Regions from separate parts of the Mus musculus genome. Here region 1 is linked to region 2. The links are chromatin contacts, called in public HiChIP or PLAC-seq maps. All regions are on one chromosome and are shown on one strand. Each heading gives the region's core, a stretch centred on a gene start, on an enhancer-like site or on the middle of the called end of the contact. The rest is flanking DNA. Distances are from core to core; before and after follow the strand shown.

The links. HiChIP or PLAC-seq counts read pairs in DNA pulled down with a chosen protein or histone mark.
Region 1: an H3K4me3 HiChIP or PLAC-seq map of embryonic stem cells shows a contact between it and region 2, with 16 read pairs. The contact joins the promoter of Krt71 here to the promoter of Krt80 in region 2. A contact is called at or near these places in 4 of 39 promoter capture datasets (cranial neural crest, embryonic stem cells, frontonasal cranial neural crest and 1 more), 1 of 484 Hi-C or Micro-C datasets (the G1E-ER4 cell line), 2 of 115 datasets of contacts at active chromatin or transcription factors (both in embryonic stem cells) and 3 of 9 other capture datasets (adipose tissue, embryonic stem cells and liver).

The regions. Positions count from the first base shown.
Region 1 is chr15:101,740,394-101,745,438 of GRCm38.p6, reverse strand. It overlaps Krt71 (keratin 71), which reads left to right and starts at 2,342. Exons shown (of 9, transcript NM_019956.1): 1 at 2,342-2,836; 2 at 4,975-5,045. The coding sequence starts at 2,393.
Region 2 is chr15:101,367,664-101,372,429 of GRCm38.p6, reverse strand. It overlaps Krt80 (keratin 80), which reads left to right and starts at 2,268. Exons shown (of 9, transcript NM_028770.3): 1 at 2,268-2,675. The coding sequence starts at 2,376. All of the region lies in intron 1 of Gm35853 (a long non-coding RNA gene), which reads right to left. Mir1941 (microRNA 1941) reads right to left here and starts at 3,078; the gene lies at 2,996-3,078.

The sequences.
Region 1 (5,045 bases), core at 1,093-3,592, 370 kb before region 2:
ACTGCCTCCTGGGAGGGTTAGGGTTAGTAGGTCCAGACCTGCAAGGGGCCCACAGAAGGAGGCATCACTGGCTCCTGGACCTTCATCATGCTCAGAAAACACCATTTCTCTCATGTAGATGTCATGAATAGAAGACCAGAGTGCAGAGGAGACAGGCGAGGTCGGAAGCCAGGGTTTAGGCAGAATTCAGAGAAGAGGGATGTGGGACAGAGGTGGTGACAGAAGTAGTCAGGGGTGGGTCAGGATAGCTTAGGTAAACATGAGGGGGCACTAAGATGAGGCCAGAGGACGAGGTGTCCATGGGCAGACAGGGAGCAGTAAGCAACAGTGGGTGGGTAGGAGCAGAGGATGCAGGGCACAGCTGCCTGGGCAGGGGTGCTGCCATGTATGTCAGAGGACTGTGTTGCTGGCAAAACCCTTGACAGGGGTTCTGTGCCAGGGCTATGCTCTGAGAGCGCAGAAAAAGCCCGTCAGCATCACACAGACATTCTGTGGGAACTGAGTGGCGGCTAACAGGGCTGGGGGAGTAGGAGAGGGGAGGGGTGCGGAGGGGTGGTAGGAGAGGGCCATGCTAGGCGTCTTTGGTCTGGAGAAGCTCTGCTATACTCACAAAGGAAGCTAAGATGGTGCATGGTGTGGATGCGGGAGGAGCAGCAAGGAAGTTGTTACCATGTATCCAAGAGCATGTCCAGGACAGAGAGAGGGGGGCGGAGCTCAGACCCAGCTATAGTGGTCTAGGAGGATCTGTGAGGAGGGCTGGGTACAGTGTGAGAGAATAAAAGATAGGAGAGGTGGGTGAAGGATGGATGCAGAGAGGGGGAGAAGAGGGTGGAGGGAGCAAGCTATAACATTTTGATGTCAGTGATGAAGACAAGACAGCAGGAAAGAATAGGAAGGGATACAGCCAAGGAGAGAGTAGGCTTCGTGCCCACTGAATCCAGACAGAGCCCTAGCCCAGCCCATGTCCAGATTTTTCTCCCTTTGAAATCCTACTCAGATGAGAGCCCCACCTCACTATGGGGCCTTGTCAGTGACTTTTGAGGGAGGCCATTCTCCAGGAGTGAGACAGCCATGGCCTGGACAGAATGATTAATGGAGGGACTGGGGCCCATCATGGGAGCCTCCGACCTGGGATAGAGGGGACCACAGACAGGGAGCACATACCAAAAAACCGAAGAATACAACATAAAACCTGATGTGGTGTACAGCTATATTCCCATTGAGGGCTTTCTGGCATTAGCTGTGTGAAATCTAGATGCCTAGGAATGGCCCCAGCCAGGTTGGACTCCCCAGTTCCCAGGCCTGGGCAGTAGTAGCTGGAGGGAGGGCCCATGGGTGACAATTGATTCCTGCCCTTACTGTGAACATGCAGATGAACATGGCAGGAGACAGGCATGATGAATTGGAGGTTTCGTGGGGCACCTTTGAACTCCCCAGACCGTGTGGTCCTCTGTGCTTTCTGCCCATGGAGTCCCCACCAAACTCCACTCTCTTGCCTTTTCATTTTCCCCAAGAGCCAGAGGCTTGTCCTTTCCTTCAGTCTCTTACCGGCTTTATTTACTATGGGGTTGACAGCTGTGCTGGGCATTGTCTACCTCTCTGGAAAGTGTGATAAGCACATGGCTGTCATTTAGCCCACAGTCGTTGTGACACAGGTCCCATGATAAAAATAGGGTCCTGTCATCCTGGTACCCCAAAAGGAGAGACCCACTTCTCTCCATGGCTTATATCTGCAGGAGGCCTGGTGAGAAAGTCTGCTGGAGAATGGCCTCCCTCAAAGGTCTCTGACAAGGCCCCATAGTGAGATAGTGTTTTCAGCTGAGTAGGATTCTAAAGCAAGAAAAATCTGGACACAGGCTGGGTTAGGGCTCTATCTGGATATAGCTAGTCTCAATTGGGCTTCCCCTTTCTAGGACAGGGGATACAGCTGTGGTAGAGTCCTTGGGCATTGTACATAGTGGCCTGCTCTGTCCAAAATGTCTACGCCATCTCTGCCTCTGAACCCCTGTAAGAAAGCCAGCCGCAGAGATGAATCTGGGAGATGGTGAAGTCCTGGTGACATTCCCCTGAGGAGGCTGTGGCCTGGGGCAAATTACCTTATAACAGCGGGTTAATTAGATAAGACCCAAATTACCAGAGCAAAGTTTGCAAGCCCAGCAATTTAACAGTTTCATGTTGTTTCAGAGGTGGGGAGGGCCGATCTCTGGCTCAGCACAGAGAAAATGACTTCTTGCTCCCAGGCAAGCCAAACCCACGAATTAAGCTCTCCACTGCCCATCTGCTAGCCCAATGCCAAGCATATATAAAGGCACCTGCTGGTCCTCACTGCAGCCAGCACAACCTTCGTGGGAATCTACCTTCCTCCTGCACCTTTACTCCATCCTCTACCAACATGAGCCGCCAATTCACCTGCAAGTCTGGAGCCAGCAACAGGGGCTTCAGTGGTTGCTCCGCAGTGCTCTCTGGGGGAAGCTCATCCTCCTACCGGGCAGGAGGCAAAGGGCTCAGCGGGGGCTTTGGCAGTCGGAGTCTCTACAGCCTGGGAGGTGGCAGGAGCATCACTCTTAACATGGCTAGTGGCAGCGGGAAGAACGGAGGTTTTGGATTTGGCCGGAACCGAGCCAGTGGCTTTGCCGGAAGTATCTTTGGCAGTGTGGCCCTGGGGCCCGTGTGCCCTGCTGTGTGCCCGCCTGGCGGTATCCATCAGGTCACAGTCAATGAAAGCCTTCTGGCCCCACTCAATGTGGAGCTGGACCCTGAGATCCAGAAGGTGCGCGCACAGGAGCGGGAGCAGATCAAGGCTCTGAACAACAAGTTTGCCTCCTTCATTGACAAGGTGAGTCTGCTAGGACAGGGGCACCTGGGAACAGCTCTTGTCTCATCTGCTGGGAGTAGGTTATCTTCAATCCCTCAAGAGGTATTGAAGTTGCTACAGTTACTGTACATGATGCTGGTACATTCTGTAACCTTAATACCTTGTAAAGATTCTCTGCTGTTAGAGAGAGAACATCTGCAGGGATCGTTTCTGCTGGCAGAGGCTTTCAGGGATACTACTCACAGGGGAACTCTGGGAAAGAGAGATGGGCCTTGCTATGGAGACTTACATTGGTACCATTGTTAAGCCTTGTAGTCAAACTGGCTGTACACAGTAAAAGCCAGGGGAGAATCAGCCTCGGGGTCCAAAGAGCCTGTCTTCTTCTCAGGATGATCTTGTTCCCTGGTCACCTGACTGGTGGATCATGAACAAGTGTGTGGCCACCCAGGCCCTTTAGGCTAAAGGATGTCTTCACTGAGGGTGTTTGTTTAGTGGTGAAGGGCTCTCTTGCAAGATAGGGGTAGAGGTACTCTGGACTCAGACTTGGCAGGCTTTGGGGGGAAATTACTTGTTTCATCTGGGTCCTATGTCCTTCCCTCTAGTGTGGAAATCTTGACTTTCCTCTGGGGCTTCTGTCAGTTGAGAAAAGAAATCTCATGTGAAGATCTTGGGACAATGCCTGGCTCAGGCAAAGTCCTCCTCAAATGCTGGCTCAGACCAGGTCCTCCTCAAAGGGTGTCTGTTGTTTCTGGGAAAGAGTTCTAGGAAACAAAGGGACCTCAGATCTATACAAGACCTCAAAGGAATCCTCTATCTCAGTCAGGATGTCTGCTGTAGCATATGAAAGACAGCTCCTTTCAGCTTCTAGGTCAGAAAAACCACCATAGAGTCATACCTACAGCCCTTTGCAGGACAGGCATGGTGGAAGTTCACCCTCAGTCTCCTATCTACTAGGGGCAGAGATGAGAGGGATAGGGTGGCTCTATGACAATTAAGCCTCACAGTCCTGGGTCTTGTGGCCACAAGGGCAGACTCTGCCCCAGCGCTAGTCTTCCTGTGTGGAGGCCCCACCCTCTGCTCAGTCTCAGGGCCCAAGGCTGGAGCTGCAGCTTCTTGTCCTATGGGATAGTCACATCTAGACAATCAAGGTTCTCTGAGGATTTGGGTCTGGATTTGGGTGCGAGGGTCCTACTTCTTGGGTAGGGGGAAGGGGACCAAGAGCCTGGTCAGCTCTTGAGGAGCTTTGGTCCCAGGAACACTGTGACCTCTCAACCTCAGACAGAGAAGAGATGTCCACTCCTATTGGTGACCTACCCATGTCTAGTGGCATGCTGGGTACTGTGTTGTCCTGGGTGTGGTTAATGCTCAGCTCAGGGAGAAGTGTGGATGGGGTAAACCAAGCCAAGTGCTGGATGATCTGTTAGAGACCAGCAGTTCAGTGCGATTGCCCCTCAGTGTAGAACTCCAGGCAATATTTGTACATCCTGTGAACACAGACTTGCATAAACATGCCTGTGCTCACAGATGCTAAAAAAGAAGTCATATTTTAAAAATTGTGACCGGCATATGCTATTGATCTCTGGTAAGTTCCCTGGTCTGGTGAGGGTCAGGCTCTGTCTGTCTGTCTGTCTAATTCCATGTCTTGTACTTGCCCCAGAGTGAGTGGTTCTGAGAGCTGTGGAGGAGACAGCATCAGTGGGCAGAGATGAGAGACCTGGTGTGTGGATCTGAAATTCTCAGAAGCTCTTGGCTCTAACCTCACTGTGCTCTGACATGTCATAGACAGAGCTGGACTCCATCTTCAGAGTGGGTGGCCTTTCCAGACAGATGTATCCAGCCTGACCCTATTCTGCTGTTGTCAGGCATGTTCCTGCCTTATGCTGGCTTGGCCACAGTAGGCTGTGGTTGATTGGATGTCCTCAGTAAGGGGACGTGTGTCTAGGCATAGTTCTGAGCTCTGCCTTTGAATAAACTTCTGGACCCTGGGAAAAAGCAAAAATTCTTATGCCCCTGATCATGTCTAACGATGTGCTCGCCTCTTACATCTGTAAAGGGGCTAAAGGAAAAGATGCATCCAGAGCAGTGAGCATAATAATGGCTTTGCATGTCAAGTGTGATGAATTCTGTGGGGCTCAACATCTGCTGGATTTGGGTTCCAGGTGCGCTTCTTGGAGCAGCAGAACCAGGTGCTGCAGACCAAGTGGGAGCTGCTGCAGCAGCTGGACCTGAA
Region 2 (4,766 bases), core at 1,019-3,518:
CCCTTACTACCACAGACTTTGATTTGATAGGCACTCAGTCCCTGGGGCCCTGGGTCCTAACAAGACCTGGAGAGGATCCTATCTGAGCTCAGCAAAAGTAGATGCCCTTCCAGTCTGAGAGGGAAAGCCTCTGGTCAGAGACAACCTGTTCAAATGGGTCTCAGGGATGCCAAGGAGAGGGAAGTAGAGCCAGAGGAGGTTAGGGGTCATGGGAGGACTTCCTCAGGAAGGACCAAGAAGTAGGTGGGGCAGAGCTGTAGAGTTTGTTTATTTGGGGCTTTTTTTTTTCTGCTGTTCCTGTTTGGCAATCACAGCCGTGGCAGTCAAAGTCACCTCAGCACCCAAAGAGAGCTCGGAGCCGGGGGGGGGGGGGTGGCAACAGATAGCTCCCATGTCCCACCCAGTAGCCATTCTTCTAGGGAGTCAAGAGCATCCCTAAGGAAAGCCCCCAGAGACAAAGGCCTCCATGTCGGCTGGGAGTGACCACTGACTGTGACTTACCAAGAACCTGTCAAATTCAGTGGGACGTGACAGGCTGAACTGAGCGTTAAGAGGAACCGACCTGACCAAAGCAAACAATAAGGAGACAAAACCAGCTTCGTTCTTGGTCCCCCGCCCTTCCGGTGGCTTCCAAAGTCACCATAAACAACCAGTGCCCTGAGACCAGGCACGCCACCCCACCCTCTGTACTGAGGACAGTGAATTCATTTGGCATATGCCTTAAATGGAGGCAATGGTAAGGACAGAGAGAACACTCAGGCCGTACCAAGCGCAGATGCCACTGGCTGCCCCCTCAGAGCACTCTGGGCTGACCAGGAAGGGTATGCCACTAGATCTGACAGCATGCCATTCAGATACCAGAAGAAGACGGTGGGAGGTTGGGGCGGCCATACCAGACACACCAGGCTGCTGAGTGGGGTACATATAGCATGCCACAGAAGTAGGGCATACATTGTCCTGGGAACCCAATTACCCACGGTAGATCCTGGAATCCAGGATCCAGACAGACTCCTGATGCAGAATTCTGTATCCAAGTGAACCAGAAGTGCCCATTCATGGGAACCAGGCCTGGACCCCAGGCAGGTGTAGGTCATGTGGCTCAACCATCATGCCTGGTTAAAATGTGTGACTGCCTCGGTCCCCTCAAAGGCCGAGTCCCCTTGGTTTTTACAGACACACCCTTCTCTGAGCTCAGGGAGATTATGCTGGACCTAGCAGGGTGGGTAAGAAGAGGCCATCTCTGGATAAGGAAGAGCAGGCCCTGGCTGAGCACTGGGCTGAGAACCTTTGTAGTTTCCAGAAATTCCTTGGGCACCTTGATGCCTGTTTCCGTACCAGATTTTCCATGAAGAAGGTAGAAGCTGTACGGGTAGCCATGGAGGAGGAACGGGAAGAAGAGTGAAGGAGAAGGCAGGGCAAGGAGCTGGACACCTGGAGGCAGAACTACAGCCAATCAGAGACCCTCTTGGCCCCTGGAGCGGGGGGGGGGGGGGGGGGGGGGGAGAGGACTCTGAACCCAGGCCAGCTGTTTGGAGTGGGTCCTCTACTCTGCTTGTGACTGAAATCTTAAGCCCATTTTTCAGATGAGGGTAAAATACAGCCACATAATTGAGGTTTTCTACCAGTGGGAACAACCAAGCTGACTCCGCACGCAACCCAATGTCACGTCACGTTTCAAAAACCAAGAGCTCTAGGCCTCGGTCATGTGCTTCCTGCAGGCCTTGAGTCAGTGGGGTGCACTCGGCTGGTCCTCAGTAAGGGAGAGAGGGCAAGAGGGAATGGGAAATTAGCAGGGGACACTGACAGATGGATAAGATAAATAATAAGGGGGCTGTTTTCCAACAACAGCCTGGCATGGCGCCCAGGGCAGTCATCACCCTTGGAGCTCAGGGCTACACTTGCTTCATCTTTTCCAGAAGTATGCGAGCCCAGATACGTCAGCCTTTCGGTATGCAGCGTGATCTGTGGCTGGCTGCCCGCCTTTCTCCCTGCTCCTTCCTTCAGAACTTCGCCTTCTTGGCACTGACCACCCGGCCCCACCCTGCCCCACCCAGCCAGCCCGGCCGCAGGCCCCCTCCTCAGTCAGGCCCCTCTTGCAGGGGACTGTGACAAGCCCCTTCAACAAGGCAGAGCCCCTGTAGGGCAGACAGAAAGCTGTGGTACGGGGAGGGCGGGAGCCACATCATCTAACTAACAGGTTGGTCTGGCTTGGAGGAGTCCCGCCCTCCTGTAGCTAATGAACACTATGCAACAGGTGTTTTCGCCTCAGTCCCCAGCCGGCCCTGGATGTGACAGGAGGCGGCTGCCAGCCACCAACTCCAAATCTCCCTAGCTCACTGGTGAGCCCTCCGGCTCCCAGGCCCAGGGGGGCCACCATGGCCTACCGCTCCTGCGTCGTTGGCTTCAGCAGCCTCAGCGGCTGTGAGATGACCCCTGCGGGCAGTCCCCAGCCTGGGACCTCAGGATGGGGCAGCTGTGGGCTCCCTGGGCCTGGCTTCAGCTCTCGAAGCCTCACAAGCTGCAGGCCAGCTGGCACCATCCCCAAGGTGACTGTGAACCCCAGCCTGCTGGTGCCTCTGGACCTCAAGGTGGATCCAGCTGTTCAACAGCAGAAGAATCAAGAAAAGGAGGAGATGAAGGCTCTCAATGATAAATTTGCCTCCCTGATTGGCAAGGTGAGCTAAGTGGGAGAGGGCACCAAAACAGAAGGGCCCCAGGCTTTCCAGGTGACCTGGCTGGTGGTTCCCTGAGCATCGGTCATGCCCCGCCCCTGATCCCAGCCAATGGGGATGCAGCATGGCTAAACCTGCAGAGATGGGTTAGGGAAACCTGATACATCCTGGTGTCTGGGGTGAAAGGAACTTCAGGGTGACTCTGCGGGGTACTGGATAAGGGTGCACTACCTGGCTGGGGATGGGAGGGCTCCGTGTACCCCTGTAACAGTCAAGGGGTGCTTCTCGGGATGGCCTATGGAGGTGTGGCCTGCTGACTTCTGCCCAGGTGGGTGGATGGGAGATACTGCTAAGATGCCCTCAAAACCCCAAGCCTCTGTACCAGCATCTCCCTCCCACCCTGCTGGCTTTCCCCATTCATCCGTAGAGCCACTGTTCTGGCAGGTCCAAAGGGGTGGGGGTGGGAGCGGGGGCAGAAGGAGGCTGCCATGGAGTTTGTATGAGTAAAGACGCAACTTTGGCTTGTCAGGAGAAAGGAATGTAGAGGACTGTGTCAGAATCCAGCCAGCAGCCAACAGTTGGCCTGCTTTGCACTCACCTAGGTGGAAGGAACAGGCCCCTAACAACATGGCCCCCACACTTCCTAGACTCACTGCCTGCAGCTAGCCTAGGGCTTCAGGAAGTCCTGTCTACCTTCCAAGCCTGTGCCCACTCAACCACTCCAAGAAGCCTCTGTGAACAATCCTCCCAGCCCTGCTTCCTCCTGTGTCAGAGCCGCACTGACTGAACTACACACTGGTGTGCTAGGCACCACAGGGCACCTCACAGGTTCACCTCAAATCCCCTTAACTGTAAAGAAAGACATCTCATGACTTTGCGCAGAACAGGGAACCCTGGCCAGTCCTTATCTGCCTCTTGGTTTCTGAGTCTGCAAACCCTTGCACATTTCTGGGGTCCTGAGCTGTGGGGGTGTACAGACAGACAGGCAGTGAGAAGAGAGTGCCACGTGTGGCCTGGATGCCTGAATGCCACAGGAACGTAGCAAGGCGGCGGTGGGCCAGTGCTAACTAACATCACTACAAACGTTGTTTTCCCAGCTGTGCAGATGAGGCAATAGGACCAGAGAGACTCATTGCATTGCCCAGAGTCACAGAGCCAACAACTGATACGGTTTATATTTAAACTCAGGTCTGTGTGTGTATGATGTGTATGATGTGTATGTGTGTATGACAGACAGACAGACAGACAGACAGACAGACAGACAGACAGACAGATAGACAGAGACAGAGAGAGAGAGAGATCTGAGGCAGAAATGGTGTCTTTCCCTGCCTCTTCTGACTAGTTCAGAGTCTCCTCATTTACATCCAAGATGCCCACATTGGGGGAGGAGCAAGAAGACCTTTCCACAGCTGCAGATGGAACCCACGGCCTGAGAGGTAGGCCCTGCAGAGGTGCCTCCTTGACAAGCCTGGCTAATCCCTTAAAAGGAGTGCTTCGCTGAACTATGTAATTTGGCTCCCATGGGTGGCTTTTCTCTCCTTCGAACGATTGCCAATGCTGATGTCACTCTGTGCCACTGCCATGGGCACCGGGTGGGAACCGTGGGTGTGGGCCCAGGGAAGGAGCCCTCACAGTTAGGGTCCTTGAAGGTCCTTAGCAGAACTCAAGCTTCCTAGCTCTCAAAGTTGGCCTTGAGGTGGGGTGCCCATCACTGTAGGGTACAGGGAACTATGGGTTCCAGCCCTGTGCTAAGCAGAGGCTTGGGAGACCCCAAGGGACTAAAAAAGTATTAGAACCCTATTTCTGAGTTTGAACCCTGGACCCACCACCAGTCTGCTGTGTAACTGCAGGCAACCTGCTGAACCTCTCTGGGCCTCAGTGCACATCCATGTAATGGGTTTCTCAATCAAATGGGACGACTTTTGAATAGTAGTTGGAACACATCTAGCAGATAGTGCAAGTTTTCTGAGCAAATAAGCCTCATTCAGGGAGCTCCTAGCCACACACACCGCAGGCCCGAAGAGGAAGGGAAAGGATGGGGAGGGGCCATAGGGCAAGGCACAGCCCAGGCTTCAGAGAGAAGTACTGGCAGGG